Regions from separate parts of the Sus scrofa genome. Here region 1 is linked to region 2. The links are chromatin contacts, called in public Hi-C maps. All regions are on one chromosome and are shown on one strand. The core of a region is the stretch at or near the end of the contact, and the rest is flanking DNA. Distances in the headings are between cores, read along the strand shown.

Region 1 (3,298 bases), core at 22-2,521, 47 kb before region 2:
GTCTGCTGCAGAATGGTCTATTGAAAATCTGTACTAGGCACTAAAAGACACGAGGATATGTGGTATTGGCCGCAAAGGATTTGAAATCTGAGGGAAAAAAAAAACATTCACATGAAAGTTAAATAATAATACATGACTAAAGACCAAATGAAAAGTAGGCAAAAGTTGCTATGGAAATTCAAGAGGAGAATTTTATTGTTTGTGAATTATATCTCAAAATCAAGAGAGGAAAACTAGCACCATGGATTGGGGTGATCTGAATGGGAGCTGGTGACAAATGGCCAGGATTTCAATAACTGGAGAGGAAGGGTGAAGACCTTACAAGACAACGAGGAGTTAAGAAAGCTGATTGAACATGATTCATGTGAGAGATAAGAACCATAAAGAGAAACCAGATAGTGGACTTGAATACCTGGACCAGAAGGCTAGATTTTATCCTGTAGGCTTTGGAAGAAGGGAAAGACCTAAAGCAGGGCAGCCCTTGTGACTTCCCTGAGGCTAACCTGTTTGTCCTTCTGCCCTCTCCATGCCCAGGTGGTCTGTAAGAAGTACCGGGGATTCTCCATTCCGGATGCGTTTCGTGGAGTGCATCGATACCTGCGCAATGCCTATGCTCGGGAAGAGTTTGCCTCCACCTGTCCAGACGATGAGGAGATCGAGCTGGCCTACGAGCAAGTGGCCAAGGCCCTCAAATAAGCCTCTCCTGGGGCTCCTTCTCCCCCCTCCTCCATTTCCTTCACAAAGGCCCTGGGTGTTTTCCACGTGGCTACGCAATGGAAATGGACACACTCCAAAATGGGGCAGTGGGCACAGAATCCAGGAGCATTTGTGCAGGGCTTGCTGGGGGTGGGGGGTGGGGGTGAGGAGAAAGGATGGGAGATCTGGGTGAGATTTTTATTGTGGGGTGGGGTGGGTAGGACGACGTTGTTTCAGTAATAAAATACAGAATGAAAATCTAGTGTTTTTACACAAAGGGACCTTGAAGTGTGGGTGACACAGAATGAAGGGTGGGTCAGTGACCTTGAGCTCCTGGCAGAAGCCAGGAATTTAGAAGAAGCACGTTCGTGATGGGGCTGCCATTTTTACCGCCGGTCCACCGCAGCGCTGTCTGGTGTTCCATGTCGCGTTTGCAGCCCAGCCGCCAGGGCCGGCCAGATCTGGGTGGGCCTGGGCTGCGCTCCTGGGGCGGGGCTGAATTCGAAGCAGGGGGAAGGGGGGCGCAGTCCCGGTAGAGTGGGCGCGGCATAGCTGGGCGGAGTGGGCGTGGCCTCCTTGAGCCCTGCCCCGTCCCGCTTAGACAATGCCCCGGAGCCGCCAGACCGTTGCGCCCCCGCCCCACTGTGGTACTGGAGCTCGTCTACCCCGGGACCCCTCAAAGCCAAAGCTCCAATCCCCGAGGCTTGAAGGCTAGGACTCTCTTCACCAACTCTGTCCTCAGGGGGGTGGGGCCCCAGCCAAGATCACAGAGCTGCGGGAGTGGGGGTGGCCGCTGGAGGTGAGTCTGGGGTGGGAGGTGTCTCTTGTGTGAGCCGGAGTTTGGGGGTGCTGGGCCCCTGCTTGCACCAGACAGTGCGGAGAGTCGATATTTGGGTGCGGAGCTGAGTCGGGGTGGACTTTGGGGAAGAGAGATCTCGAGACTGGGGGACGATCCTGGCTCCCAGTGTGGCGCCTGCTCCCCAGAACCACGCCCCCCATTTCCCCCCGACCCGGCGCGCGCCCCTCGGATTTCGTTTTAGACCTCTCCCAGTCCTTCGGGACTCGGTCTGGTTTACACTGGGTAGCTCTAGGGACGGAGCGATCGGCTCGGGTGGAGAGAGGATGGTTAACTCCTTAGGACCTAATTCCTCCCTCCTTGTCCCTCTTTCCCTTTCTCGTTCGGACATCCAGAACTTCCATCCCCCAGGCCCTGACTCTCTCCCCAGCTGTCTCCCGTCCCATAACCCCTTTGCGTCCCTCGCCGCATTTCGGGTCCCTAAGGCAGCGAGCAGCTGAGGGTTAAGGGGGCGGGTCTGCTGCATTTTTGGGGAATGAGCGCATCCTAGCGGCTGCCAAGAGGGGCTCCCGGCCGGGACCTCTCCAAGCCCCCGAGATGGGGCAACAGGTGTTTTGGAGATTAGGGATTCCGATCTTATTCCTCCGACTCCCCCTAAAGCGGTAGAATCGCGAGGATTCTGGGTGGAGTGGGGTCGGCCTGAGAGGAAGGCTTGGAGGGGGTGGGGCGGAGTGGGAGGGGCACCCGGAGATGGCAGGAGGAAGACCCGGGCGCTCTTAACCACCCCCACTATGCCCTTCTCTGTGTGTCTCTTTCTCCTTTTTGTTTCTTCTCCCAGACCGGTGAAGTAAAAAGAGAAAACTAAGAAATCAGCGTGGCCGGAGGGGGGTCCGTGTGGATGGGATGGGGACGCCAGGGGAGGGGCTGGGCCGCTGCTCCCATGCCCTGATCCGGGGGGTCCCGGAGAGCCTGGCGTCGGTGGAGGGTGCGGGGGCTGGCCTCCCGGCCCTGGACCTGGCCAAAGCTCAGAGGGAGCACGGGGTGCTGGGTGGTAAACTGAGACAGCGATTGGGGCTGCAGCTGTTAGAACTGCCTCCTGAAGAGTCGCTGCCGCTGGGACCGCTGCTCGGTGACACCGCGGTGATCCAAGGGGATACGGCCCTAATCACGAGACCCTGGAGCCCCGCCCGCAGGCCGGAGGTGAGCCGGAGGGTTGGGGTGGTGGGAAAGGAGGATCTGGACGTCTGAGGCTTTAGGGAACAAGAGGGGTGGGAATGTCTCCGCCTCCTGCCCTCTTCTCCTAGGTCGATGGAGTCCGCAAAGCCCTCCAGGACCTGGGGCTCCGAATTGTGGAGATGGGGGACGAGAACGCGACACTGGATGGCACCGATGTTCTCTTCACCGGTGAGGCTGGGGCGCCTGTACCCTAGGGCTTGGCACAGGGAAGCAGACTTGGGGAGACTGGGCCATCTCGGGCCTTGTTTCCAACTCACTCCTGCCTCATACCTCGACGGCCTCCCCGGGCTCAGGCCGCGAGTTTTTCGTAGGCCTTTCCAAGTGGACCAATCACCGTGGAGCTGAGATCGTGGCGGACACGTTCCGGGTGAGGAGCGGGACCAGCCTTGGGCTGAGGGGAGCAGGGAGTGGACGGGGGTCTGAGGACCCCAGCGGTGGGAAGGGGAGCTGGCGGAGCAGAAAGAGGCTGAGAGCAGCCTGGTTTGAGGGCATCCCCACCCTTCGGGAATCCCTGAATACTTTCCCTTGTTCCCCCTAGGACTTTGCCGTCTCCACGGTGCCGGTCTCGGG
Region 2 (2,930 bases), core at 301-2,800:
CCAAGGCTCTCGGGGCGTGCGCAGTGGCGTACGTTTTCCTCCTGTATTTCTTCGTTCACGTCTGTTTTACTAGGCATGTGTCTCCGTCCGTTTCTTGCCATCTTCCACCGCAGCACCCCGAGACCAGAAAAAAGATTCTCGGAGAGTCTGGCACTTTAGCAGGAAAACCTCGCCAGACCCCGCCCCAAACCTCCAGACCGGAAACTGGGGCAGGTGGGGGGCGCGTTCCTGGGAGCCAGGGACCTCCCCTGACCTACTGACCCTTAAAGTAAAAATCTGGGTGGGTCTCACTCACCAGAGGGAGACTGACCTGGTGAGACGCCCGCGGGGCAGGCGAGTCGGGCCAGCAGGCCCCCGACGGAAGAAACGGATGGGGCGCCTGGAGCCCGTCCGCGGCAGCTCATTGGTTGCTGTGAGGTCTCCGGAATCCTGGACTGGGAGGGACGTTGGCGCCATAGTGCCACCTTCCGGGGAAGCCGTGCAGTGCTCTGGGTGGCAGCGGGGGCCGGACGCCCGGGTTTCTTCCCAAGTGCCTGGCCAAGAGCTGAGCTTGGGCGGGCGGCCGCCCTCGCGTCCTCCCAAAAACTCTGAAGTGCAGCCAGGCGTGGAGAGCGAGCGCACAGCGCCGGAGCCTGTGGGCGCCGGAGATCGGACCCAATGACCTGCAGCTGAGCTGAGGCGGGCCCGGAAAAGCGGGGGCATAGGGAAAGGCTCTGGCTTCCCAGAACCCACAGGGCGTAGTGGGCTAATACGGTCCCTGGAGACTCAGGTGTCCTCGCTTTTGGATTTCTGACACATCTTTCCCATTTTGGAAAATGGTATCACAATCACTCCCTTTCGCAAAGCCTATCTCCCTTCCCTCACCTCACAAGCAGTCTGAATCTGTCCCGTCTTCCTGGGAAACGTAGCTCAGATTCCTGCACCGCTCAACTTCCCTCTCTTCTGTTAGACCAGGCTGCCATCTTGTGACTGGACTTGGGAATAGCTTCCTAACTGGTTTCCCGGCCTCAGAAATCTACAAACAGAAATCTGAACCTGTTACTCCTCTGCTGAAATCCTTTTGGTTTGTAGTAGCCACAGCTCAGGTGCTTCCTCCTCCCCCATCTCCCGTCACTGTCTGTTGACTTGTCTTCTGCACTAAACTGTGTGCTCCGTGACGATAGGGGCTTTGTGCAATATTGTATCCCCAACATCTGATGCAGTGATTCAATGAATGTCTGTTAAATTCATACGAAATGCGTTTCTTCTTTTTTTTTTGTTTTTTTTTTTGTTTTTTTTTTTTTGTCTTTTTGCTATTTCTTTGGGCCACTCCCGCGGCATATGGAGATTCCCAGGCTAGGGGTCCAATTGGAGCTGTAGCCACCGGCCTACACCACCACAGCCACAGCAACGCGGGATCCGAGCCGCATCTGCAAACTACACCACAGCTCATGGCAACGCCGGATCCTTAACCCACTGAGCAAGGGCAGGGACCGAACCCGCAACCTCATGGTTCCTAGTTGGATTTGTTAACCACTGCGCCACGATGGGAACTCCTCTTTCTTTCCTTTCTTTTTGCCACGATGGGAACTCCTGAAATACGTTTCTTTTCTCATTCTTTTTGTTGGGTCCTTGTCCCCATGCCAGGATGTTAGGCCCCAGAATGGCTGTGGGTGAGGACACTCTGTCCCTCCGGCTGTTCTAGCTCTGAATTCCGCCCCAAAAGGATGTTGCCTCTCCCTTTCCTCTTGGTCAACTTCTCTTCCATCAATATAAGGCCAAACTGGAGGCTGGTGGGCAGTCATGCATTTTATGGCAGGCCCTGCAAGTAGCTGGAATATGGGCTTCCACCAAGCCCTGGCCCTCTTAATAATGCAGGTCATGATGAGCTTGGTGTTTGGTAAGTGTCTCTAAGGGGTCAGAAGGATCTCCTAGCCTGCTGGATAGAGAAACCCACAGACACCAGATGTCTGGGTACATGTGCCAAGGGCATTCAGGTAAACCAGGCAGGAGGAAAGATGGGGTGGGTGGGCTTGGTGGGATAATGACTGGGGACTGATAACGGGCTGATGTTCACTCTGAGAGAGATTTCAGGTGATTACTGGAGGGTTTTCTCACTTAATAGCAGTCACCTGAGTGGAGATATTAAAGAGAACCTCTTTGAATCCGAGGGCAATACAGAAGAGGGAGGGTTGGGGGAACACGCCAGATGACAGCCCCAGGATCCAGCGTAGAACAAGGATGAATCCAGCCTGATAACTCGCTTGGCTGCAAATCACCATCTACACAGAAACAAGATTCAAAGTGTTGGCTCATCATCAGCCTCACACCAAGGGTTCTGCTGGGGACACGTTAACGAGTGGTCTGGGCCTGGGACCGGAGGAGGAGGGAGATGAACAGGCATGTGTTTGTGAAGGGCTTAGGTGAACAAAATTAAAAATGAATCTGTTCAAGAGTTCCCGTCGTGGCTCAGTGGTCAACGAATCCAACTAGGAACCATGAGGTTGCAGATTCGGTCCCTGGCTTTGCTCAGTGGGTTAAGGATCCAGCGTTGCCGTGAGCTGTGGTGTAGGTTGCGGCTCGGATCCAGCGTTTCTGTGGCTGTGGCTGTGGCTGTGGTGTAGGCCAGCAGCCACAGCTCCAATTAGACCCCTAGCCTGGGAACCTCCATATGCCGCTGGTGCGGCCCTAGAAAAGGCAAAAAGACAAAAAAAAAAAAAAAAAAAAAAAGAATCTGTTCAGTGGGACCCCCTCAAAGAATATGGCTTTGGGCTACTCGAAGTCTCTGTCTACATGTCTTGTGCTGATGCACTCTTATGTTTTCACTTCTGCTAATTACAGATGAAGAAAGCATATTCCAGGAGTTCCCACTATGGTACAGTAGGTTAATTATCCAGCATTGCTGCAACTGTGGTTCAGAGTCAATCCCTAGCCTGGGAACTTCCATATAC

The links. A called contact is a pair of places that touch in the nucleus more often than the background predicts.
Region 1: a Hi-C map of embryonic fibroblasts shows a contact between it and region 2, with 4 times the contacts expected there. The contact joins the promoter of DDAH2 here to the promoter of LY6G5C in region 2. A contact is called at or near these places in 2 of 5 promoter capture datasets (fetal liver and fetal skeletal muscle), 23 of 47 Hi-C or Micro-C datasets (adipose tissue, alveolar macrophages, blood and 15 more) and 2 of 2 datasets of contacts at active chromatin or transcription factors (alveolar macrophages and skeletal muscle).

What each region holds. Positions count from the first base shown.
Region 1 is chr7:23,840,487-23,843,784 of Sscrofa11.1, reverse strand. DDAH2 (N(G),N(G)-dimethylarginine dimethylaminohydrolase 2) reads left to right here and starts at 1,271. Exons shown (of 7, transcript XM_021098458.1): 1 at 1,271-1,495; 2 at 2,331-2,692; 3 at 2,797-2,896; 4 at 3,022-3,095; 5 at 3,267-3,298. The coding sequence starts at 2,396. It overlaps CLIC1 (chloride intracellular channel protein 1), which reads left to right. Exons shown (of 7, transcript XM_021098462.1): 7 at 535-956. The coding sequence ends at 696.
Region 2 is chr7:23,794,587-23,797,516 of Sscrofa11.1, reverse strand. It overlaps LY6G5C (lymphocyte antigen 6 complex locus protein G5c), which reads left to right and starts at 1,550. Exons shown (of 3, transcript XM_003128309.4): 1 at 1,550-1,879. The coding sequence starts at 1,783.